Linked DNA regions of Mus musculus: all the other regions are linked to region 1. Evidence: chromatin contacts called from public Hi-C and HiChIP or PLAC-seq data. All regions are on one chromosome and are shown on one strand. The core of a region is the stretch at or near the end of the contact, and the rest is flanking DNA. Distances in the headings are between cores, read along the strand shown. Region 1 has its middle 23 kb from the start of Gm36603. Region 2 has its middle 19 kb from the start of Gm36520. Region 3 has its middle 35 kb from the start of Gm36520. Region 4 has its middle 72 kb from the start of Gm36520. Region 5 has its middle 94 kb from the start of Gm36520.

The links. HiChIP or PLAC-seq counts read pairs in DNA pulled down with a chosen protein or histone mark. A called contact is a pair of places that touch in the nucleus more often than the background predicts.
Region 2: an H3K4me3 HiChIP or PLAC-seq map of forebrain shows a contact between it and region 1, with 5 times the contacts expected there. The contact joins two enhancer-like sites. A contact is called at or near these places in 2 of 484 Hi-C or Micro-C datasets (nephron progenitors and palatal mesenchyme) and 8 of 115 datasets of contacts at active chromatin or transcription factors (the NIH/3T3 cell line, craniofacial prominence, embryonic basal ganglia and 5 more).
Region 3: a contact with region 1 is called in a CTCF HiChIP or PLAC-seq map of the NIH/3T3 cell line, with 7 read pairs. The contact joins two enhancer-like sites. A contact is called at or near these places in 5 of 39 promoter capture datasets (the HPC-7 cell line, frontonasal cranial neural crest, liver and 2 more), 3 of 15 datasets of contacts at CTCF or cohesin (CD8 T cells, the NIH/3T3 cell line and large pre-B cells), 14 of 484 Hi-C or Micro-C datasets (B cells, CD8 T cells, LSK cells and 10 more), 8 of 115 datasets of contacts at active chromatin or transcription factors (the 230-238 cell line, embryonic midbrain, embryonic stem cells and 2 more) and 1 of 9 other capture datasets (embryonic stem cells).
Region 4: a Hi-C map of the N1E-115 cell line shows a contact between it and region 1, with 4 times the contacts expected there. The contact joins two enhancer-like sites. A contact is called at or near these places in 3 of 484 Hi-C or Micro-C datasets (CD8 T cells, the N1E-115 cell line and nephron progenitors) and 3 of 115 datasets of contacts at active chromatin or transcription factors (embryonic midbrain, forebrain and stem cell-derived neural progenitor cells).
Region 5: a Hi-C map of uterus shows a contact between it and region 1, with 5 times the contacts expected there. The contact joins two enhancer-like sites. A contact is called at or near these places in 4 of 484 Hi-C or Micro-C datasets (CD8 T cells, nephron progenitors and uterus) and 4 of 115 datasets of contacts at active chromatin or transcription factors (embryonic midbrain, forebrain, stem cell-derived neural progenitor cells and 1 more).

What each region holds. Positions count from the first base shown.
Region 1 is chr3:131,084,186-131,086,756 of GRCm38.p6, reverse strand. No RefSeq gene overlaps it. Among named protein-coding and RNA genes, the nearest start is that of Gm36603, 23 kb to the left of the region's middle. Within about 2 kb of position 1,301, at least 120 of the 459 cell types and tissues checked have an H3K27ac peak or open chromatin away from gene starts, as enhancers often do. A contact at or near this core is called in CD8 T cells, the N1E-115 cell line, the NIH/3T3 cell line and 3 more, where this site is marked.
Region 2 is chr3:130,832,043-130,834,613 of GRCm38.p6, reverse strand. No RefSeq gene overlaps it. Among named protein-coding and RNA genes, the nearest start is that of Gm36520, 19 kb to the left of the region's middle. Within about 2 kb of position 1,288, at least 20 of the 459 cell types and tissues checked have an H3K27ac peak or open chromatin away from gene starts, as enhancers often do. A contact at or near this core is called in forebrain, where this site is marked.
Region 3 is chr3:130,885,195-130,887,765 of GRCm38.p6, reverse strand. No RefSeq gene overlaps it. Among named protein-coding and RNA genes, the nearest start is that of Gm36520, 35 kb to the right of the region's middle. Within about 2 kb of position 1,280, at least 45 of the 459 cell types and tissues checked have an H3K27ac peak or open chromatin away from gene starts, as enhancers often do. A contact at or near this core is called in the NIH/3T3 cell line and uterus, where this site is marked.
Region 4 is chr3:130,922,505-130,925,075 of GRCm38.p6, reverse strand. No RefSeq gene overlaps it. Among named protein-coding and RNA genes, the nearest start is that of Gm36520, 72 kb to the right of the region's middle. Within about 2 kb of position 1,300, at least 27 of the 459 cell types and tissues checked have an H3K27ac peak or open chromatin away from gene starts, as enhancers often do. A contact at or near this core is called in the N1E-115 cell line, where this site is marked.
Region 5 is chr3:130,945,048-130,947,618 of GRCm38.p6, reverse strand. No RefSeq gene overlaps it. Among named protein-coding and RNA genes, the nearest start is that of Gm36520, 94 kb to the right of the region's middle. Within about 2 kb of position 1,303, at least 180 of the 459 cell types and tissues checked have an H3K27ac peak or open chromatin away from gene starts, as enhancers often do. A contact at or near this core is called in CD8 T cells, forebrain, nephron progenitors and 1 more, where this site is marked.

The DNA of each region.
Region 1 (2,571 bases), core at 52-2,551:
CAGGGAGTCTTGTGCGTAAGATTCGGTTACTTTTCTCTCTCTCTCTCTCTGTGTGTGTGTGTGTGTGTGTGTGTGTGTGTGTGTGTGAGACCAGAGCGTCAGAGTAGACCACTTATAAGGAAAAATGGTTTATTTTGCTCCCAGTTTCAGGGGGCCCCCATCTACCTTCTTTGGCTCCATTGATTCTGGACCTATGGTAAACCAGAAGATCATGGTGGATGGACCATGTAGAAGAGGAGATTGTCTAGGTATGACCCCTAAGTACGGCCCTTCCTGTGACCTCTTACTTGCACCTGGGACCCCACATCCCAGAAACCTCCCAGATAGCACCCCTGATGCCTATAGAGGCCCAGGCCGTCCCACCATCCTTGAATCCCCCCTGAAGTGGACACTTCTTTCTCATACTCAAGACTAAACTGAATTGTAGCTTCTAAGAGCAGGTGACCATCGGTGACAGCACTTTGATTCAAACTCAGGTCTGTTGGGTACCACATGTGTTCCAATCCCAATTCTCCTGCCACCCCAGGGGTGAAGTGTGCCCCACACACGTGCGGCGCTCAGCACGTCCGCACTGCCAGCGGGTAGAGATAAACGGAGACCAAATTTGGTCAGGTTGCTGTGGGGAAGTGGACGGCTTCCTGTTGCCAAATCCTGTTCAGGATTTGGGCCACACAGTGCTTTGATCTAAAAATTTAAGTAGACAAAGAATGAATATTTATTGTTTTTATGATCATTGTTTTATATAAAACAAATTTGGGGGAGTGGGAAGGAATAAATATTTGGGACAGCAAGCATTTAAATGCCAGCGGTTAATTTACTTGGCTACCTTGATTTACAATGGTAACATTTGGGTGGGGAGTTAAAAAGAAGGAGCACTCTTTTGTTCTTGTTTTATTTAGAATTTCTAAAGTCTAAAGGAATGTTTTTATAGCAAGTACACACAGTAATGGGAGAGGGAAAAAAAGAAAAAAGAAAAAGAAAAGAAAAAGAAAAAGTCACCAAGGACTTAGACACCGTTATGGAAGCTTAGGCTTTGGGTATGAAATGAGCAAAGGCTAATTTAGCAAATTCCTTTTTAACCTTTTTTTTTTTTTCTAATTTTCTTTTCTTCTTAAAATAATTTCCATATACAAATTTATCATTACAAGGAAAAACAGGGTGGAAAGAGAAGCTCGAAAGGACGGGAGGTGGGGGCTGGTAGAAGGGAGTTAGCTTTAGGTGACATCACTAGAAAGGGATGACTGTGGGTGGCTTGGGGGCAGCAGAGATGGTAGGTGACCCACTCTCTGGAGGGCCGCGGAAGGATGACTCAGAACGTTCAACTAATGCAGCCGGCGGCTCAGCCCTTTGCCTGGAGATCTGGCGGAATGACTAAGCAGTTACCAGTTTCCAAGTCTTAGGAACCTAAAACCCCCCAAATCACATTTAGAGCTGATACGAGGTTGAGCAGGGGTCATGAGGGAGGGAAATCATCTGATAGGCTTAGAGGGTCAGAGCCCGGCTCTCGAAGTCTCAGACGTACCTCTCGCCGCTATCAGATGTTATTTTCGGGGAAGATTTCACCCACACTAAAAATCGTCCTGCAATTTCACCACGCTCCAAGCCATTGCCACACACGCGTTCAAAGGAAAAAACGAAACAGCAAAAACAGCCTGTGTTTCCTAGGGTCCACCGTTTCATTTCCAATTTGATTTTCCTTATAGCTTATTTGGTTTACATCATTATCCCAGGCGGAGTGGCGTAGCTATGGTAATGCTTATAGAATCTGTGTGTCCCGCCCAGGGCGGCCCGGCTATGGAGCTGTGGGTCAGCACCCGCGCTCCAGCAAGGACGAAGATGACATCAAAGAACCTGAAGACAGAGCACATTTACTTTTCTGATCCAAATTACTTTGTTTGGAAAACAGTAAACACAATTACCTTAACAACAGAGCTGGGAGGCTTTGGGGGTTTAACACAATGTTTTCCTAGCGGGCGGGCGGAGACTGCCTAGGATCACAGCTAAGGGCCTACAGACCCAGGTGGCTCTATTTGTTTTCAAGTCTTTCTCCTCCCAGAAATGAGTTTGGGTAGCTTTTGATCGAGTTCCTTAAAATTAACGTTGTTTAGTTTCTTCATTTCAAATGAAATTAAAGTTCATTTCTCTGTATAAATAAGACCAAATTCTCACTGAGTCTCATTCTGTATCTTTTTCCCCAGGAAGTATCCCTAAACAGGTTTTATATCCAATTATAAACACATAACACGAACACACACAGAGGCATATACAGACATACACACAGACACACACAGACACCCAAAGGAACACACACACATAGACACACACACATAGAGCACAGACATATTCACACACATACATTTTTGCATTTATGGGTATGTATGTGTATTTTTCTGTGCGTATGCACACACACACACACACACACACACACAAAAGGGCATTGGATCCCCTGGGGCTGTAGCAACTTTCTTAATAGCTGAGCCACCACTCCAACCTCTATTGTTTGCCTTTCTGTTTTAAATGTAGTCTAGAGCTGCCTTTCACTGCCGGTCAGTATGGAGCCACTGTGTTCTG
Region 2 (2,571 bases), core at 39-2,538, 250 kb after region 1:
ATCAGCTATGCCCATATCATATCTGTCTGTCTGTCTGCATGTCTGTCTGTCTGTCTGTCTGTCTCTTCCTATTGGTTCTTTTCTCTGGTCAACACTCACTAATACAAAGGTACTCTGGTTGCTAAGTTTTCAACTTGGTCATGATGGTTGTTGTTTATGTACAGGGTCATACCCCCAGTCCAACCCTACAAAAGCCTGGGAATTAGAAGTATATAGATATTCAGTGAACACTAAATAAAGGGAAATATAAGTACACTAATAAGAAGAATGAAAATCCTAAGGAACAGCAGGCTAGGAAGCAACCCCCAGACCTGCCCTCCCCACCATGCCATTACTGGGTGATCTAGAATTGACTTTAATCTCACTTCATAAACAGTACTTTTCCTAATTATAAAGCGATGCATGTGAACATTTACGGGAAAAAGAATAAGAAGGAAACTTGAAACGTCATATGTATAATCCCACAGACCCCTGACATAATTACAGCATGTTTATTCACTTTCTCTTGTACCTTCAATTTCATGTTTTAGAATTAGACAATTTTTATGCCCCTCGCCTATGAACTCTGTAGCAAAGCTCTTTTAACTCTTCCTTCCTCATAAGACTCAGGGGACGCAGGATCCTCCTGGTGGGAGGAACAGAGAGGAGGAGGTCACTGTCTACAAGACCCGGTGTTGTTGGGCCATGCTTGGCAGAACAGAGCTCTGGGCTACAGTTAATGACGCATTCAGGGGGAGGGCCATCTGCTAATAAAAAAGAAATGCACACACACACTGAGGCTTTTCAGGGGACTATGGGACATGAAAAACAGTGTGATCTGTAGAGAACCAAGGTGACCAAGACTGTGACAAAGTTCAGCAGAGTCGCATAAGCCTGCCACAGCCTAACCAATAAGATGCCCCCAGAAGGTAATGCCAGGGATTAGGAGGTCTTCCACACAAAGGAGGTGCTTTCAGGCTCAGTGGGCTGATGTGTCTGCCGGATGGCATATGCTTTCGTTATTCCAGGAAATGAAAATGGACTTTTGGTGAAAGACCAACAAAAATCTTTGTAAGAATAAAGACAGGATAGTGAATACAAAGGCTTGGAGTTGGGGGAGGGAAACGGGGAGCTTGAGGAAGGGACTGTTTAATGTTTGTTGAGCAAAATTAAACTCTTTAAACCTGTGCCAAGCTAATTTAGTAATAGGAGGCTTTGTGCTTGTAACTCACGTAATCTCTATGGTGTCTGTACTTTGAGATTCCTCGCACTGTCGCATGAACAGTTTGTGCACCTGAATTGATCGCATGCTCTTGTTCAGTGGCTGCAGGGTGGAAGGGTGTGACTGGGGGAGAGAATGGGGAAAGGTCAGAAGTCCACGGAGCAGCCTGCTTGAAAAACACGTCCGCACTGAGAGAGGCAATGAAGGTTGGCTGGTGCTTCCTGCTAGAAGGTTGTTCCAAAGGACTTCATCTTACCGCACCCCTCCCATCTGCTGAAGTTGCCCCTGCTCTGAGGACATGGCTTTATCTTGCTTCGAGTGGCTTCTCAAAGCACACTGGAGTGTCACGTGTAGGATTACATTTTTTTTTTCTGAAGCAGCAGAGGACAAGTGTGGTCCTGCCACCACTGTGAAACTTCAGATGGTCTCCAGACACTCAACTTACTACAGCTATCAGGAGGAGACAATAGGATTCCAAAGGAATTACAGTCTTTACTGCAAATCTGGACAAGAAGAGAGATAACACCATCTTGTCCATTTAAACTTAAGCAGGCTGAACTCTAAACACAAGGAGAGAATCGAGGTAGGGAAACTTAGCTCCATGGGACCTAGCGAGTAACAGAAGCAAACAAGCTGAGGCAAAGTCATCAGACGTTAAATATGTCGACGTTTAATGCAGGAAGCTGGCTGTAGTGGTACACATCTCTAATCCCAGCACTCATCAGGCAGAGGCAGATGGATCTCTGTGAGTTTGAGGCCAGCCTGGTCTACAGAGTGAGTTCTAGGACAGCCAGATCTACATAGTGAGACCCTGTCTCAATCAATCAATCAATCAATCAATCAATCAATCAATTTTAATGTGTCAGGCTAGTCAGAAACAATAGGTGGCTATAACCATGTAGTCGAGCTGATTCTTTGCCAGTCACTGTCCTATCTATTCTGTCTTCTACACCCCAGTGCCCCTGAAATCCTAATAAGGTAATAAAAATATATGTGTATTCCTATGGATAATTAAGCATTGTGCTGTATAGTCTTCTTGCTTAGATTCTCTTTATCCTGTACTTTGTGTGTTGTGTATGCATATATATATATTTGATATATGATATAAATATATGTAAAGTATCTTTAAGAGTCAGTTTGTTTGTTATAAAAGAAATCAGCATTAATCTGGCCAAACTCTTTGCGTCTATGTTGCGGAATATCTCCGCTCTTGCCACACAATACGTGTCCCATTGGAACACACTGCCTGTACTCATCCTCTGAGTTTATTTCAAATAATGCTTACTTGCTTTTAGTAAGTCATAACACACAATTAAGTGCTCATCACTGCTTAACGAAAGAGTCATCTTTTCCATTTCACCAGATCCTGC
Region 3 (2,571 bases), core at 31-2,530, 200 kb after region 1:
TTGTTATGACGTCACACCCTGATGTGAGCGAGTCACAGATGCATTGCGTTAGTGAAGGAAGCTGGGGTCAAAAGGCTCAACACTGCATGTATTCCCATGATTCCCAGGGAAAAGTCCACATTACCAACAGGAAACAGATCAGTGGCTACCTACAGTTTAGGGATGAAGTGGCATTTAGTTGTGGGAAACCCAGGAGATTTTGTTTAAGATTATAGAACCAATCTGCAAGGCTCTGTGAGGAGAGAAACATGATTTTACACACAGTTGTCAAACCAGGAGAATTTCCAAGCACAAAGAGTGAACTTTAATGCATGCAAATTGGTTTTCTTAATCAAGGAAGAGGTTAAGAGACCAACCAAGGAGTGCAGATCCTCATGCTTGTGCAACAGGTAGTTTTCTTTTTAACCAACTAAACTATCTCTATAGACCCCAAACTGAAATATTTGTCCCAGCTTATGTAGACATATCCCTTGAGGTGGTAGGACTCCTTAAACTTCAAATTGGCTGTGCTTGGTGACTTGTTTCCAATGGGGAGGTTACAAAAAGATAGGAAAAGGAAGTTTGCAGCAAAGAAGCCCAGCAAACACAACTTCCCCCAGGTGATGAACCTAGCATCCCTTGCATCGTCATTGGCAAGCTGGGATGACGGCACACGTGTCTATCAGTATGTGAGGAAACGAAGATTTTCCCTCAACTGCCCTCCTCCTGATGATTGCTAATCCTGCCTAACCATTTTGAGAGGTGTGAACAAAACACCAGACAAACAAATGAAAGGTCGTCTCATAAAATGTCTGAGGATTTAAAAAAAAAAGTCAAGTCTATGAAAAGGAAAGAACAGTGTGAGAAACTAGAACATACAAGAAGAGAATTAGGGGGCTAGAGAGATGGCTCAGCAGTTAAGAACACTGACTGCTCTTCCAGAGATCCTGAGTTCAATTCCCAGCAACCACATGGTGGCTCACAATCATCTGTAATGGAATTGGATGCCCTCTTCTGGTGTGTCTGAAGACAGCGACAGTGTATTCACATATATAAAATAAATAAATCTCATTAAAAGAAGAGGAAGAGGAGAAGGAAGAGGAGGAGGAGGAAGAGGAGGAGGAGACCACTGGGACATACTGATTTAACATAATTCTGTGTCTTGAGTGGAATCTTGGAGGAGCACCAGTACTTGAAGGAAATTGGTGGGTTATTAATAATAATATAATAGCATTAGATCTTCAGCTGTGACAACTAACACAGCCTTGGGAAGAACAGGAGACATGTGGCATTAGTCATAGAGAGGCTGCAGCTAACACATAAATGTGTACTAGAGAACAAACAAATTTACACGCAGGTATACTCCGAGATGTGACTATAAGTAACTTTTATTTCTCTTTTCTGCTTTGTTTCACTGTCCAAGTGCTGTTCTTGAAAACAAACAGGCATTCCTTAAGTAATTAAAAAAATACTGCCAAGTAAATACATAGAAGTCACTGCCGTCGCAGTAATGGAGGAGGGCACCATTCCTTCCAGATCCCTACTCCTCGCCTGACTCAGAGGACAGCAATCTCAGGGAGTGGGGTGGAAATGCTGACCTGGGGTTGTCACTTCTGAGTCACAGCATGAGAGTGGTCCTGTCTTCGAGTTTTCTAGGTTAAGAACAGGCAAGAACACACACAGAGTGAGCCTGCTCAGTCACCCGTTTGTTTTATTTAGGCCATGTGGTATTTCAAATCAAGTCATTTGAAAAGGAATTCCTTTAGGTTGGGCCCCTCTCCCTGTGCTGACTCCACGAAGTTCAGCTCACCCTTCAAGTCCCGCAGAGGGCTGAGTAGATGTCTCAGTTTGAAAAGTATTTGCCTGTTGTGTGGATTTGGGAGGGATCAACTTGGGTACTTACAGCTCCAAAGCAAAAGAATCAAACAGATTTCCAAAGTGAATGCACAGGAGTGCAGGTAGCTTTCCTGGCTCTCCGGGTGGGGGTGGGGGGAGGCAGTGTGTCCTCTGCATAGGAGAAGTGGAGAATTATAACACTGAAAGGTGGGAAGGAGTGGCTTCCAGGAAAACAGTGTCAAAGCTTTATGCTTAGAGCATCAAAGCTGCAGATGTTTCTTCACCTCAAGGGCAGTCTCATGGACTCTGCTGTGGCGACACTCATGTGCTCCGAATGGACACAGTTGAAGCTACACCCAAAATATAGCTTTTATTTTATTTTTTTTATTAACGATCAAAAATGAGAACTTTCCCTGTCTTCAGCACGCCCATCTTCCGTGAATAAGCAAAACACACCCCATAACTTCTAGCACCTCTCACATTGGACTGGAGCGCTTGAAGATCCCATTTTCTCAGTATCTCGTGCATCCATTCTTGTCCTTCATCCACAGTACCATCCTGGATGCTTGTCCCCTAGCACTTGACTGTGCACACCTTCAGCACCAGTAGCGTGTAATTTACAGCTGGAACACTCAGTGGGCCCTGCTGTGTATCACCTCATAGAGTGTCCAGCAGAATGCCTGTTTTCTATGTTAATGAGGTGGTACAGAGTTGGTATTTGAGGGAATGGGGTCGTTTGGGGTCATTTGAATCCGC
Region 4 (2,571 bases), core at 51-2,550, 160 kb after region 1:
GGCTGCCAGACAGGTACACGTTTATACTCTGCTGAGGGCAGCTCTTCCCGATGATCCGTCAGTGCTGTCTGAGTAACACTCATGCGCTGCATTTTATAGTTTTCTAAATTATAGGATGCCACAGCGTAAACAGAGATCTTTGTCTTCTTTACAGCCAGGCAGAGACTGGTGGAGAGAAAGCACGTGAGATTCTGATGCTCGGGGTGGTAATGTCAAATCTTATTCACTTAGGCCCAATAAAATCCAGCTTCCTGTCTTATGTCGTCATTACGGATCCATAACAGCGTCACCAGCTAAGAGAGCCACATGCATTGTTTATCCCTGAGTTTGAGGTTCGAGGTGAGCTGGGGGAGACCTGGGAGAGGGTTGAGGATGGAGATAAAGTTATGTCTCGAGCACTGAGCTAAATTCAGTTCAGGAGAGATGATTAGATTCCAGGAAAACAGGTAATTCGGTCCAAAGTTCCTCTGCTACTAAAGGAAATAAGTGGCTCTCAGATGCCTCCAGCGGGAAGAGAGCTTGTCAAAGGAGGGAACGAGGTGCATTTCACTGTCAAGGGCCAGGTCTCAGAATCTCTTCCCAGTGGGATGGAACTACGGACACTCTCAACGGCAAAAATGGACACACACTGCCTTGTTAAAGGTGCTTTCCAAATTCTTTCCAATTAAATTAGTCTCCAAATTCTTTGTCGATAACCAAATGTGTTTGAATTTCTAAACATTCTGATGGGTGGAATTTGGATAAAGAGGAAACAAGAGCCATGAGCTACTCAATGGAGATGGGGTTTTTGTTCTTGTTTGTTTTTTGCTTGTTTTTTGTTTGTTTGTTTGTTTGTTTTTGTTTAAGAGAGCTTTTAAAAGTCACAGCTTAGAACAAGAGCCTGTTAGCACCACCCCCACTTAAAGCAGACCAAAGTCTTCAGTGGCGTCAAAGATTGCACTTAGAATATGAAATGGGAATTTTGTTTAGGGGTTTTCAAGTGTTTTTTTTTTTAAATAAGTGCATTTAGCAAGTATTACTTTCAAGGCAATTGCTTCAGTTAGGTTAACAGATCTACCACAGAGAATCCGAGCGGGTTCTCTGAAAAGCCAGGACTCTGTGGCATTTGCAGCATGGTTGTGTGGCTCTACCACGCTGCTCTCTGCCTGCCTCTAAGAGTTTGGGATATGTGTCCCCCAGCACTCGGGGGCTTGGAGGCTGAGGATGCCCTTGTGAGGGCTCAGCCAGCTTGGCACACTCTCAGTCCTGGGAAGTCCACGCTGTTGTGCAAAGAGCAGGTGGGCGAGAAGGCACAGCACTTCAGGGCAGACTGTACAGCTGCGAGAGGCGGAATTCCCCTCCAAAGGATCGGCGCTGCTTTGAAAATGATTCATCATTAAACTAGAAGGATTTCTGCAGCAGTAGATGAACCTGGGGGCTTGATTGGTTTCAAATTAACTCTTTGTAGTCATTTTTCATTCATCCTTCAAGAGACGGTCTCTGCTTTTTCCACAGACGGGACGCAAATACTCCTTGACATCTTTTCAAGACGGGCAAAGCTCTGGAGCGCTTCTGAACCGCATCTGCTTTCCATTCCGGCCCGCATCTTTGCTGCTAGGAGGCCCGGCAGGGAGGGGCTCCTGCCTCAATCCAGGGGCTGGTTTGCGTCAAGTTCACCATGTAGAAAAAGAGAGATTTGCTTTTCCCTAGAAGGAGAATCTGTGCTTCTGAAGCTACAGGGGAAAGACAGAGGCACGCTCCTGTCTGCTTCTTCTGCGTCCCTTTCTCTCAGGATCTTTCATCCCGTGGTCTTCTCCCTGCCCAGGAGTTAAGAATGGCTTCGCTTTTGCTAATGCCGCTAGTTTAAAGCCTTTTCTCTCCCGGTGGGGGATATCTGCTAGCACTGTTTCTTCTGAGGGAGACTCATGTGTCAGTCCAAAGTGCCTTTCATTCAGGAATCTCATAAACAACTAAATGCATAGCATGCTAGTCTGTGGAAACCTTTCTGGCGACTTAAGTGACGTTTCCTAATCCTCTTCTGCAGCGAGCCAGGCCACAGCACTATGGCCCACTCACGGGCTGCTGCTCCTTAAGCACTTTGATCTCGGGCATGATTACAGTTCATTTCATCATCAAGGATGGTCTGAATTCATGAGCTCTCCCTTTCCTAGTAACAGCCACGGACCATCCGTCCTCAGAAGCAATCCCAGCTCCAGGGAAACTGGATGGAACCAAATGCAAAAGAATAATGGGCTAGCTTCAAACACAAGTGAAAAATGGCTTTTTTTTTTTTAATTAGCCAAATGAGCCTTTGAATGAAGTGCTTCGTAAAACAGAAAAGACTCATTTTCAGGGCACTGTTAAATCCACCAATTGCCACTCAGAGATTAGTAGGTGTGATTATTTTGTTTTCTCTCCTGGAGAGCAAGCCTGAGGTAGAGAACATACCTGCTACATCCAAAGCCAGCGCACAGTTGAGCCTGTAACTCCTGAGTCTATAGATCCGGAAACCCACCATATTTTTCTATTCATATTGGACACACACTGCCTTGTTAAAGGTGCTTTCTTTTTTTGGAGTAGAGTGGGCTACTT
Region 5 (2,571 bases), core at 54-2,553, 140 kb after region 1:
GTTGTCTCTGTCCACAGGACATCCACTAACATTTCTTCTGGAGCTAGCCTACAGGTGGTAGTTGTGTTTACAAGGGAGGGGAGTCCAGGTGTCTTGGCCCTGTGTCTGCCCTACGCTGTGACAGCTGAGTGGAGGATGTGGTTTTGTCGGGCCCACTGTAGAGGCGTATTATTGTGTGCAAGGTGTAATTGGGTATTGCTTCCTGCCTTCAAAGCCCAATCTTTACAGTTTCTCACCAGGCAACAGATCGGGGAATTGAGCAAGGACAGTAAAGAATGAACACAGCAGACTGTGTGTGACAGTAGACCAGAGCATATGGCAACACATATGCTTGGAACACACCAGAAAACGCAACATGCCCTGAGTCATAATCTCCTTGCTTCTGTCCGGTTGTACCTGATGGATGTTAACCTGCTTGGCGGTTCTCTTTATCAAAGGATGCGGTTTCCATGGGACCGTGGGAAGAGCAATCTCTCTGCTCTCACACTGGCTGAAAGGGAGCAGTGTTAGGATGAGAGAGGAGTCAGTCAGTACCTAGAAGGGTCCCTGTACCCGTTGTTCCCGTCCCCTGCTCAGTCTTGCAGATTGTATATGTGTGTAGCTGGGAGGGTGGGGGTGGCTGGGGGGTGGGGTGAACTGACCTGCAGACATACCCTATCTTTTGCCTTTCTTTAGATCCTGCCGGGAAGGCTGTTTGGGGGGCCAGGGAATGGAGCCCAGCACGCAGTATGCTGTTATGCTAAGTCTTCGAGCCTTGCCTAGACTGGGGTAGAGTTGGAGTCAGGGCAATGGAAAGGTCTAGTTGCCAACTGCGCCCTCCTCCAAAGCGCTCCTGCTGACTCTCCCTGCTCAGTCACCCCTTTGTTGACTTCCTATATTTTCACTCAGATGTGGTTTAGTGTTTTCTTTCCAAGGCATATTTTGCATGGAAGAATGCTTTCAGTGAGCTGAGGCCCTAATTGCCAAATAATGGTTGCCAAAACATGTTATTTTGGCTCGAGATGGTACAGAGCAGGAGGCGGTTTCCCCTCCTGAAAAAGAAAGAAAGAAAGAAAGAAAGAAAGAAAGAAAGAAAGAAAGAAAGAAAGAAAGAAAGAAATCCTTCCTCAGCAGCCCAAAAGGCCATTTGCAAACTCGCGACATCCAGGCCTCTGCCATGCCACGGAGCTTCCTTGAGTGAGGGTGACCACCGTCTCCAGCCATTCCCAGCCTCCCCGAGTCTCTTCCGGTGTCTGAGGAGGGGCTGTCTCCCAGCCTGGCCTTTGGCTGTGGGCACTGGGCTGAAGGAAGCCGCCAGGACTTGTCTCCTCCCCAGCCCCGCCAAAGGCTGCCTGCTCCGCCACCCGGCGAGTGTTCCCACCCGGCGTGCTCTCCGAGCAAGCGAGCAAGCGAGCAAGCGAGCGAGCGAGCGGCTGCCAGCTAACTGCAAACACCAGCCGCCCAGCAAGCACGGGGATTCCAAATAGAGACAAATCTGGGGCCCCAGGGGGAAGCTGGATGGAACTGATCAGTATGAGAGATATATCACTGCTAATTAAGTCCGGATCCCCTGGCTCCACTTGAAACAAACCAGGGAGGGATCAGGTTTTGAGAGCAGGTGCTGACTGGCTGCAAAACAGGAGTCCATCACTTGAGGAAAAGGTTTCTGCGTGCAGCCATGGGGGATGAAGTGGGGAGGGGTGGTGGTGGCGCACAACGGGACAGCGACCAGGAGCCCAAGGCTGTTCTGAGAAATGTCATTACGGGACAGAGAGCCACGAGAAGGGACTTTGTCTTAGGACATAAAGGAACTTGTGGAAAAACAACCCTTTAAAACCAAAATAACAACAACAAAACAATAAAACCTACTGCTGTAAGCAAGAACTCCGTGCCTGCCTCATTTTTTGTTTTCTGTTTTTTGTTTTTTTCCCTTTTGATAGCTGACTTACTTTCTTCTCTCGGATGGACAATGGAGTTAATTTAGAGGCGAGTAAACACTTTCCTGGCGACGCCAGAAGCAATTTCATTAGGGTCTGGACAATATGGGATTTGTTGCGACTCAGATGCTGGTCCAGTGTGGGCCCCAAAGCCACCCACCCACCCGGCTGCCTTCCCAGACTGCTGGAGAAAAACCTATTCTGAGTACCAGGAAGTAAATAAGCTTAACAGCATACACTTCAGGGAAGGAAGTGTGACAGTTGTCTTCATGAAGAGGAAATATGTTTATAAGGATCTAGACAGCATACACTGTGTTTTTGTTTGTTTGTTTTGTTTTGTTTTTTTTGTTTTTTTAATCTGGAACGTTTCCTTCACACTTGAAATTATTGTTCTCTTTTACAGTCAACCTGGATTGTCAGTGTTCTCATCTGAGGACTCTGCCAATCAATCCACAATGATTCTATGAAGTAAGTGTGGCTTGAAAAGGTTACGGTGACCAGAGATTTGAATGTCTACAGAGCCCATCTCTTACTGCCACAATGTTCCTTTTCCTCTGAGCTCCAGACTGCCATAAAAATAAAGCTGCTTTTTAGATATCAAATACATTGAATGAATGAATGAATGAATCTTGTGATGTTAAAGATTAGTCTTGCT